2 separate regions of the Mus musculus genome follow, and region 2 is linked to region 1. Evidence: chromatin contacts called from public promoter capture Hi-C data. All regions are on one chromosome and are shown on one strand. Each heading gives the region's core, a stretch centred on a gene start, on an enhancer-like site or on the middle of the called end of the contact. The rest is flanking DNA. Distances are from core to core; before and after follow the strand shown.

What was found. Promoter capture Hi-C pulls out the DNA fragments that hold promoters and counts their contacts.
Region 2: a promoter capture Hi-C map of liver shows a contact between it and region 1, with 4 times the contacts expected there. The contact joins the promoter of Atad5 here to the promoter of Git1 in region 1. A contact is called at or near these places in 1 of 39 promoter capture datasets (liver) and 1 of 9 other capture datasets (liver).

Annotation. Positions count from the first base shown.
Region 1 is chr11:77,490,599-77,496,532 of GRCm38.p6, forward strand. Git1 (GIT ArfGAP 1) reads left to right here and starts at 2,814. Exons shown (of 20, transcript NM_001004144.1): 1 at 2,814-3,036. The coding sequence starts at 2,985.
Region 2 is chr11:80,085,267-80,090,975 of GRCm38.p6, forward strand. Atad5 (ATPase family, AAA domain containing 5) reads left to right here and starts at 4,134. Exons shown (of 23, transcript NM_001029856.2): 1 at 4,134-4,570. The coding sequence starts at 4,505.

The sequences.
Region 1 (5,934 bases), core at 1,564-4,063:
AGACAGCAGCAGGTGGCATTTCCCCACCTCCATCCCATGTGGGTCCCTGCCTAAGGAAAATGACTGAGTCCAGATTGCCTGCTTCCTGAAAGAGCAGAGAGACAAGCGCTTCCACAAGGAGCCCTTGCAGAGAGTGTGGTCAAAGTCAAATTGGCCTCTGTGGCGGCCACCTGCAAATGGTAAAAGGACCAAGATGCCTTGGGAGAGAAAATGTCAAGAGAGTTGTATTTAAATACCGTAACAATTGCTTGATCTTAAACAAATTGCTTATCCTTCAGAGTTTCTCGGCCCACTCACCTCTAAACTGGGATCAGATACTACCTCATGGGATGAGCTAAGGGTATGAACTGCCTGAAAACGGCCCCTCTCTCCTTCAACCAGCCTGAGACAGGTGGTAGGAGCGAACATGTTGCCTTCCTCGAGCCCACCTCAAGGCAGAAATAAGGAATTCCTGGCCAACCCGATTTAGAACAACAATCTAGAGAGTGTTTGTGTGGGAAGCGACAGCAAAAGCTTGCAAACTCCTTGCGCCCTTCTTGGGTTTCTTTGTGTGTTCTTCTCTCCTGCTTCCTGCACACCCAGTGGTGCCAGGCCCGGGAGGACTGAGTAGACTGCCTCGCCCCTTTCTGCAGCCTGGGAGGAGCCGGTAGGCGTCTCTGCAGCCCAGAGCCGCAGCCCACCTCCACCGCCAGGGGTCAGCAGAGTGTCGTGATTGCAGCCCGAGTTGAGGAGGGGGCTAGAGAAAGGAGGGGCAACTAGGAGAGGCCGCGAGAATGCCTGTACAATTCCTCATTAAATCGTTTTCAAAACCTTGTGTATGATTCCATTTGAGCTGTTCAGTTCCTGGGATGATGACATCTTCGGGGAAGCCAGAAACCCTTCTTCCCCCATCTTCAAGCTCTAAAGCTTGGCTGTGGTGAGGTTGGGGGTTCTGCAACAAAGTTTGGACTGTGTGAGCCAGGGTCCCTCCCAGGCAGTCCCTGAGCCAATAGGGAGATAGGGTGGCCGGGGTGGGGGGACGTGAATCATTCTTCCTCTGCACGCCCTGTATTCCAAGAAAGGAGAGAGGCCAGCATGCATTTAGAGGCTAGGTTGCCCTTTTGCCAGATGGCCGGCTATCACACGAAGCCCAGGTCGCTTTCCCTTTGGTCTCAACGCCCTGGCTGCCACGTGCTCCAGACGCGCCCACACAGCGAAGAAACAAAGGCAGCCAAGCGACGGGGCTGCCAGCAGCTGCCTCGACATTTAATAAATGAAATTCCATAGCTGGGGGTCGATCCGGGGTGAACGGGCGGCCACTGCTCCTGGGCTGCGCGCCCAGTTTCAGCTGCTAGACTGCTTCCCACCTCCATTGCTGCGGCCACCAAGCCTACAGACTCTTGGGTATGAGTGCAGCATGGTGTGGCATGACCACCACCCTTTGCTGGCAGAAGCCCCACCTGCTGAGCTACTGGTTGGGGGTGGGGGGTGTCTGCAAGATTTTTTTTTAAGGTGAGATTATAAATATATCCTGTGGATCACAATTTCAAACAAACTTGTCAATCTGGGTTGCAGCAAAAGGCGATGGAACTTTGCGTGTATTTTGGGTGGTGTGACTCATAAGCATTACTTGTCTCCCCCTAGGGAAGGAGCCTGCCCACCCACAAGTCACTGCTGCTCTGGCATTGCTGGGAGAAATAGACCCACTCAGACACCCCTAACCAAGGACTCCCCTCAAACCTCCGTTTTATTACTGAGCAGGAATCCCTAACACCCAGGAATCTCCCTTAACTCTGCCACCGCTGACCTGCCCCTTCCCCTACGAGCGCGCCGCCGCCCCTCACCCCCCCCCCCCCAACCTGGTGTTGTGTGCTTTTGCCCTCTCCATAAGCTGAGTTCTCTGACAGCCCTTTTGCGGCTGTAGGGGTGGGGGCTGGGCACAAACGGGTCACACGTGTATGGGGGAGCATGCTCAGTGTGGGGTGCACCCACGTGCAACATGCACTTTAGTTCCTTGCTCCCCCCACCCCCGTCTCCATGAGAAGTCCAAGAAAAAAAAAATCCTTACAAAAATTGGCTCCTGTTATAAGCATATGCTTAGGATACATACACACCCGTCGGGCAGCCCGGAAACATCGTTGATGTACACGAAACAGATAGCAAGTTATTACTGGTGCACACAACACTCTTAATAATCACCCAGATTCTTTGCTTTCCTATTTGAAACAAGAATGATGTATTTTTAGTCCCACAGAGAGGGAGTCACAGTTAAGTGACCTCTCGGGCACCTGGCCGTCCATATTGGTGGTAGTGAGTGTACACCGCAGGGATATGGCCACAGACCCACCTGGACACACTGACTTGGACACAGGGGACCAGAACACACACCTCACCCCAACCCAGCCTCTGACCGCTAGGAGCATTGTGCCTGGGAATGCTTCCTGTCCACCCCGATCCCCACCACGTCCGTCTCTCGGTTTTTGGGCCGAGCGTCCCCTGGACCACTCCCCAATCGGAAAGTGAAGGTCAAAGTGCTAGCGTGTGTCTCGGTTGCAGACCAGGCGGGCGCGGGCCGCGGCTCCTTTAAGAACCCCCGTCCACTCCCGCCTGCGCGCAGGCTTCCTTTCTCCGAGAGGCTCAGCCACGGAGCTGAGCGGAGCGCCGGGGCGGGGTGCGGGCCGCCCCTCCCCCGGTGGGCAGGGCTTTCACTGCTTCCTGCAGGAGCGGCCTGGGCCGCGCAGGGGGCGGGGAGAGCGGCGAGCGGCGGCGGGGCGGCGCGGGGCGGCGCGGGGCGGCGCGGGGCGGAGGGCGCCCGAGGGCGAGCGGGCGGGCGGGCACGGCGGGTTCCGGGCCAGCCCCGGGGGCGGACGGTTGGCCGCGCGCGCGGAGCCTCGCCGGGGCCTTGCGGGAGCCGGGCCGGGCCGCAGGGCCGCCGCCGCCGCCCGGGCCCGCCGCCCGCGCCCCCCACGCTGGCCCAGAGGGCTGCGGCCGCGTCGCCGCTGAGGATGTCCCGGAAGGGGCCGCGAGCGGAGGTGTGTGCGGACTGCAGCGCTCCGGGTAAGCGGCGGGATCGGGTCGGGGGCGGGACCGCGCCGCAGGCCGCCGCCGGGCGGGCGCCGAGGCCTGGCGGGAGCGCTGTGCCGGGCCGGAGGGCGGGGCGGGGGCCACTGCGGAGCGGCGTCCTTGGCGGGAGGGCCGGCTGCGGGGGGCGCTGTGCGTTGGAGCCGGTGAACGGGAGGGAACCGCCTCCCACCTCCATCGCGGCATCCAGACGGAAGCGCCAGCCTGGTGTGGCAGGAGGGCTGTGGCGGAGGCCGGCAGGCTGTGGGAGGTGGGCGCTAGGATGGTTTGTGTCATCCCTGCCACCCCCGCGTCTTGCACCTGCTGCTCACATGGCCCGCGTGCCCGCCGGAGCGGTGGAGGGCAAGGGGCCTGGATACGAGCTCCTAGGGAGCACCTGACAGGGGCAGCTACTCTTAAGACTCCCCGCCCCTGCTTCCCAAGGCTGGGGCTGCTTAGAGGGCCCGGTGTTCAGGAACAATCTAAGCATGGGCATCTTCCCCGGAAGCATCTCCAGGCCTGCTGGTGTCTGGGAACATCTAGACTCAGCTTTTCCTGTTCCGGGTAGGCCTGTTGGAGAAGGTGTGCTAGGTATTGGTTCAGTCTAGACGCCGATCCCTCCTGGTCTCTAGCTCATTGGATAGGAGAAAGCGGTGAGGTTGCTTATGCTCCCCTGGTCCAGCTGACTCCTGAGCGAACTGGACTTACACACTGCTTCCTCCCTACTAACCAGCAGAGTGAGTCGGTCTGAGCTGCTGTGAAAGCCCCCTTGGCTTGCTGAGGAAGTGAAGGGAGGGCAACAACTCACCAGGCTGGTCCCTTCTCTGGGAGGACACAGCCGTTGATGGGACTCAGCAGCTGGCTGGAGGCAGGAAGTTCTGGCCTTTGCCCATCCTCTATAAAAGAAGCTGTGTCTCCATACAGTCTCGGGGTCTTATGGACTCTGGGTAATGAAGATGTGATTAGGTGAGAGTGTGGAGTGCTGATATGCAGGCCCATAACTTGTAGTCACCCCTTAAAATCCCAAGATCTGACCGTGAGCCCAAGGAATGATGGTCCTGTAATTCTCATGATCTAAACTGGAGTACTGGGAGTTGTGGGTAGTTGCAGAGTCATGAACATGGGACACCTTGTAGGTGACTGACCCTGAGACCTCCTTAGGATATGTCACGGTTTGGAGGGTCCTAGAAGATCCGTTTACAGATGGACATCCATACCCCTAGTTAGCTGGAAATGACGACTCCCTTTCCCCGGTTGGCCTTGAATGGATGAGCGGTGTGTCTGTGGAGCCTAGCAGGCCCCATCAGGGGAGCCAGGGTCAGGTAGTAGCTTTGTTTCCAGCTTATTCTATGATGCTTTGCTCACTCTGGGTCTCAGGTGGAACAGAAATGGATTTTGAGGACCCTTGCATTTCCCAGTCTACATTCTTGGTTCTGGAGCAGATAGAGTCTGTGACTGGCTGGCTGCAGCCTCTGGACACCCAGTCGGTGCTGGGAGGAACAGGGTGTGTTAGATGTTAGGCCACTGAGCTCATAGCCCCCATCCTCATGTGACAGAGGCAGGCCTGCCTCAGGATTCTTTTCTTTTCCTCTCTCTGATGCAGAATGCAAATTACTAAGCAGATGGGCAGAGCGTTGACAGTCTTCCTCATTATCCCACCTTAGCACCTAGTGTGTAGTGTAGTGATTGCCACGTGGCAGCCATTCCCCAGGTACAAGTGTTGGTCTTTGTCAGGAGTGCCCTGTGCCACACTGGGTCTGACAGACAATGGCATCCTTGATCTAGGCCTATAGCATCCCAGACAAGAGAGCATAAGCATGCCTGACCTTCTCATATCCCATGCATATGATAAAATATAGTCCATATATATCCCATTATAGCCCAGAGTCACAGAGTCACTGTGATAGAACTCTGTTATTGTCTGGGTATGGTAGGTAGCACATGCCTTTAAACCCAGCACTTGAGAGACAGAGAGGCAGGCAGATCCCCAGGCCAGCCAGGGCTATGGAGTGAGATCATGGAGTGGGGTCATGGTGGTTTTGTAGTTTATTAACTTGGAGTGTGATAGAGGTAGGAGGTGAGCCTGTGCTCAGAGACAGGTGTGACTATGTTGCAAGGACACAATGTGGCTGCTGTGGCAGCTTGTGTCACCTTACCAGGTGCTGTGCCCCTGCCTGCCTTGGGAATCCAGGAGAGGGCAGGAGTCAGGGTGCACAATCACAGGGTGATTGTCCCCTTACTTTGCCTCTGCCTACTCTTCCTCATTGCCTTGGTCCCAAGAACTCTGGCCTGGCTAACAAACGTTCACTTCCCAACCCACCACCTTTACATCGGGCCTTACATTCTGATAGGCTGGAGGAAAGATCTTCAGATACCCAGGCCGTAAGTCACCAGAGCTGGGGAATATGTTGCAGGGCAATGTACAGACTCATTTGCCTTCTTACAAGAACAAATATGGTAGTGGTCTTTTGTTTGAGGGGGGGTGTGCAGTTTAAGACAAGGTCTCTTCTATATGGTCCTAGCTGTAGAAACTCACTCTGTAGACCAGACTGGCCTTGAACTCTGACTCACCTGCCTCTGCCTCCTGAGTTCTGGGATTAAAGGTATGCACCAGCACTGCCCAGCTGGCTGTATAGCCAGGTGAGTGTTTGTCCTGTAGTCTGTCTTTCTGTCTTTTTTTTTTTTTTTTTTTTTTTTTGTGACAGGATCTTACTATATAGACCAAGCTGGAGATTCACCTGCCTCTGCCTCCTGAGTGCTGTGACTAAAGGCATGCCCTACCATGCGTGGCTATCCTGTGGGTTTCAGGCATATGTAAGCCTATGTGGCCACCACTCTGCCCAGTGAATATAACATTTCCATAGCTCTCTACAGCTCCCACCTCTGACCACACCC
Region 2 (5,709 bases), core at 2,884-5,383, 2.6 Mb after region 1:
ACTCTTGGGCCCAGCTTTTGTTTGCTTGATTTTGAGGCAGAGTCTGTCAGTCTCTCTGTCTGTTGTCTCTTTTTCTCTTTCTTCCTCCCTCCCTTCCTTCTTAATAATGTTGGCTGTCCTGGAACTCACTCTGTAGACCAGATTGGCCATGAACTCAGAGATTGCCCTGTGTCTGCAGGGTCTAAAGGTCTGTGCCACCACACCTGGAAGGCCCTGCTATTTTCAACCTAACAGAGGACATTTCTAAAGAGTGAATCATCCTGTGGCTAGAGTGACAGGAGAGGAAGAGAATCCAGAAGCAGCAAGGGCAGATGCCAACTGGCCATGGAATAGCTCAGATTACAAGGATCCAGAGGAGGGCGTGGGATTAGCCTTCCCCAAGTCAGTGGGACAACCAGGGGACTGCACTGACACCAAAAGGACAAGAGAAAGGGTTATGAAGCGCAGAGACGATGAGCAGAGGCTTAAGTACCTCTGAGCACAAGAACAGTTTGGTGACAGTGCTCACCTAAGATGTGCAAGGCCCTGTTTGGTTTGACATGTCACCACCTCCCAGCACTGCACAAAAACAACGAAAAAGAGGAACTCCAGAGTGGGCCCAGCAGTTCAAAGTGCATACTGCTCTTGCAGAGGAACTGAGTTTGGTTCCCAGTGCCCATGTAGGGTAGCGCCCAACCCCCTTGTTACTTGCAGATGAATGTGATGCCTTGGCCTTCTCACATGTTTGCACATACCACACATAGACACACACTCAAACACATAAGTAAGAATAATAACAGTAAGCCCGGTGGTGGTGCATGCCTTTCATCCCAGCACTCAGGAGATAGGCAGATCTCTGTGAGTTTGAGGCCAGGCTGGTATACAGAGTAAGTTCTAAGATAGTCAGGGCTACACACACACACAAAAAAAAAAACCCTGTTTTGAGGGCCCAAAAGAGTAACAAAAAAATTCTTCAAAAGATTTTAAATAGTGACTGGAGAGATGGCACAGCAGTTAAGAGCACTGACTGCTCTTTCAGAGGTTTTGAGTTCAATTCCCAGCAACAACATGGTGACTCACAACCATCTATAATTGGATGCAATGCCATCTTCTGGTGTGTCTAAAGAAAGTGACAGTGTACTCACATAAAAAAAAAAAATAAGGGGCTGGTGAGATGGCTCAGTGGGTAAGACTGCTCTTCTGAAGGTCAAGGAGTTCAAATCCCAGCAACCACATGGTGGCTCACAACCATCCGTAAGGAGATCTGACTCCCTCTTCTGGAGTGTCTGAGGACAGCTACAGTGTACTTACATATAATAAATAAATAAATCTTTAAAAAAAAATTAAAAAAAAAATCTTTAAAAAAGAGAATTTAAATAGCTGGTCATGGTAGCACACACCTTTAATTCCCACACTCTGGAGTCAGATGCTGGGAGAGATCTAGACTGGTCTACAGAGCAAGTTACAGGACAGCCAGGGCTACATAGACCCTGTCTCAAAAGAACAAAAATAAACAGGAAACCAACCACCAAAAGTAAACATCTCTAAGTTATAGCTCCCCCCCCCTCCCCCCCCCCCCCCCCCCAGGCAGGGTTTCTCTGTATAGCTCTGGCTGTCCTGGAACTCACTTTGTAGACCAGGCTGGCCTCGAACTCAGAAATCCGCCTGCCTCTGCCTCTCTAGTGCTGGGATTAAGTTATGCTTCTCTTTTAAAATGTCAAAGTGCTTACGTGAAAGGCTGGATCATGTGGCTGTGTACAAGCACACACAGCACACACTCAGACACAAAATGTTTAGAGAGCAACTAAGAACGAAACCAGCAGGGGGCGCTCTGCTTGCTCTCACAGTCCAGCCCTGACAGCACAGACTAAGTGGAAATGTGGAACATAATGCATCAGGTACAATGGAAGCTCAGAAACCTTAAGTTTAAAGCACAGAATTTTGACTGAGGCAAAGCAGGTGTGCAGAGGTTCCAGGGACAGTTTTTTTTTTTTTTTTTGTTATTTGCTTTTTAAGTTGTTTTTGTTTTTTGAGATAGAGTTTCGTGGGGCTGAGGCTGGCCTCAAACATACTGTGCAGTGAAGAATAATCTTGAACTGCTGACCTTTCACCTCTACTTCCTAAGTGCTGTGATTATAGGTGTGTGCTACTATATCCGATTAGCCCCTGGTATATGTGTGTGTGTGTGTGTGTATGTATGTGTGTGTGTATATATGTGTGCTATGTATATGAATATTTTGCATGCATGTATGTTTCTGTACCCCATTCATTCAGAGTTTTTGTGCCTATGGAAGCCAAAAGAGGGCATCAGATCCCCTGGGCCTGAAGTTACCTATGGTTGTGAGTAGCCATGAACCTGGGCTCATGGTTTCCCAGTTAGGCTGGAGGCCGGGCCCCGTTGTCCTCCTATCTCTGCTGGTCTCAGAGCTGGCATTCCAGCCATACACACAATGCCCAGTGTGTTCCACGGGGCTGGGATGTTTTCGTGATTGTGCTGCAAGCTCTCTGATCCTCTGTGGCACTCCAACAACATTGACAGTCCACTTACTTGTTCTTATTTTTATTTATTTTTAAATTATGTGTGCAGTTGTGTGTCTGTCTGTGGGTATGTGGGTGTGTGTGAGTGAATACCTGTGAAGTCCAGAACACGGCATCAGATCTCCTGGAGCTGGAACTAAGGACTGTTGTGACCTACCTGACTTAGGTGCTGGCAACCAGACTCAGGTCCTCTGCAGGTGCAGTCTACGCTCTTTTTTGTTTGTTTGTTTTTTGTTTTGATTTTTTTTTTGAGACAGGGTTTCTCTGTGTAGCCCTGGCTGTCCTGGAACTCACTCTGTGGACCAGGCTGGCCACAAACTCAGAAATCCACCTGCCTCTGCCTCACAAGTGCTGGGACTAAGGCATGTGCCACCACTGCCCCAGCAGCAGTTAAATCTTTAACCACTGTGACTGGGTTTTACAAAGACTGTTTATAATGGTTAATTGTGGGCTGGGTGTGTAGCTCAGTAGCCCAGCCCATGCTTTCTGAGGCCTGAGAGATGACTCAGTTGTAAAGGGCTTTGTTGCTCTTGCAGAAGACCTTGGTTTGGTTTCCAGCATCCACAATGGTAGCTCAAAACTGCCTGTAATTCCAGTTCCATGTTCTCTTCTGGCCTCCAATATATACACACCAGGCAGTGGTGGCGCACGCCTTTAATCCCAGCACTTGGGAGGCAGAGGCAGGTGAATTTCTGAGTTTGATCTACAAAGTGAGTTCCAGGACAGCCAGGGCTATACAGAGAAACCCTGTCTCAAAAACAAACAAACAAACAAACAAACAAACAAGAAAAAATATATTTGTGTGTGTGATGTGTATAATATGTTCCTGTGGGTTAGTGCAGATGTACATACATACATGCAGAGTACAGAGATCAACATGAGGTGTCTTTTGGCTGCCTCTTTTCTTCCTTTTTTAGATTTTTCGTGATAGGGTTTCTCTGTGTAGCCTTGGCTGTCCTGGATTTCTCTCTGTATACCAGGCTGGCCTCAAACTGCTGGTCTGCCTGTTTCTGCTAACTCCAGAGTGCTGGAATTAATGGTGTGAGTGTGCCTCCGTTGCCTGGCTCCTCTATCTCTTTTTATCTTCTGTCTGTCTGTCTTTCTGTCAGTCAGTCTATCTACATATCTATCTATATAACGACAGAGTCTCTCGGCTGAAATGGAACTTTCTACGTAGTCTGGCCTCAAACTTAAAGATATCTGCTGCTCTGCCGTCCAAGTGCACCACCACTTCCTGGCTTCAAAAATATAATTTTAAGAATAGCTAAAGTCGCCGGGTAGTGGTGGCACACGCCTTTAATCCCGGCACTTGGAGGCCAGCCTGGTCTACAGAGTGAGTTCCAGGACAGCCAGGGCTACATAGAGAAACTCTGTCTTGAAAAACAAACAAACAAAAAGAACGGCTAAAGTCTAAGTTAATTCGGCCACCAAATGATTAGGTAATCTTAGACAAAACACGTCTTCAATAAGTCAAACTTTAACATGGAAGTGCGAATCTCTGAAATTCAACTAGATTCCTAATCTAAAATTGCTACAATCGCGCGCAGATTCGCCAAAGGAAGTAGTTTGTCCTTCGCGGCTCACCGTCTGCGCAGCCTCCGACAGCGGTCGTAGGCTCCGCCCCCTGCGCTCCGGACGGCGGGAAAACCCAATTGACAGAACTCCCGCCGAAGCCCCACTAGTCCGATCTGCGTTCTGTGGGGCTCGAGCGCTTATTCTGGAGAATCTGCCCCGGGGGCACCTTGTATTGTCCCGCCGCCACCTCGGGGCCTGAGCCCGGGCTTCCCGTACATCTCTGTCTGAGTCTGACTCGGCGGCCCTGGGCCCAGCCTCTCACTCGCGTCCGGCCGGTGGTCTCTACGAGACCCGAGACGGGCTCCCCGGCTCGCAGCTCGCTCCCACTGGACCTGCCGCCCCTATGGCCTCCAGCCAGGCTGGGCCGGACCTCTGAAGGGCCTAGGAGCCCGGGTTCTAGGAGGCAGAGATCATGGTGGGGGTCCTGAGCATGGCGGCGGCTGCAGCACCCCTTCCTGTGAAGGACTACGAGATTGAGGTGAGGATCCGTCAAGTTCCTTTCTGCCAGTGTTGGGGAATTGTGGCGTGAGGATGGGGGGAGTCCTGCGTGCTTCTGGGACGAGGAAGGAGGGACACGATGACCCACAGTCATAATTTTGTGTGGGATAGTTGCCTCAGTGTGCCGTGTAAAGCTCTCACAAAAGCGTTGGCATTTTAAGATATTTTCGGGCTGGTTGTTAAGTCAGGATTTGAAAACTACAGTTCCCGGGTCCTTGAAACGTTGGTGGAATAGCATGTCACCAAGGATTTCAGGGTCACTTTCTTTGTTCATGATGATGTGGGATCACAGAACGGCGAAGAAGATGAAGCTTTAAGTTCAGCTAGTCCCGTACTAATACCTGTCCTAGGAATTCCATTTAGAATGTCACTTAAATGGATCAAGTAAGGAACTTACCGTGACCGCAGAGCTTAATGTAATGTAGTTAAGAGTCTCAGTGACATGTAGGTGCTTAATATTTACCATGTTTTAGAGAATACACTAAGTAGAGGACAGTGCTTAATGTAGGAAGCCCTTGCTTTCTGAGAAAGAAAGAGAAATATATACTAAACAACTATAAAGATATTCTATGCCGTTTAGAAGTAGTTTTTAGGATCTTAAAGTACATCTCTGACCTACTTTTTCTTCTGTCATCATTACAGGCTTGTGCCTCTTCAGAGATGCTATGGTTTTTATACACCATATACCAGGCTAGCTTTCTGATGTGTTCTGGTGCCCTTAAAGTGAGCTAAGATGTGTATTCACTTAAATTCTAATTCTTAATTTTTATAATTAAGTAACTTTTTCAGCTACAGAATATTTATATTATTTACTGTGTAGCACAGCACATCTCAAATTCATCACCTACTCACCTCAGCCTGCTTATTCAGGGATCACAGGAATGCACCATTCACACCCCGTTAATCGAGTTTTTTTTTTTTTTAAAAGATTTATTTAAATGAGGACACTGTAGCTGTCTTCAGACACACCAGAAGACATCATATCTCATTACAGATGGTTGTGAGCCACCATGTGGTTGCTGAGAATTGAACTCAGGACCTCTGGAAGAGCAGTCAGTGCTCTTAACCGCTGAGCCATTTCTCCAGCCCCAAGTTATATTTTAAAAATTAATTTGCTTA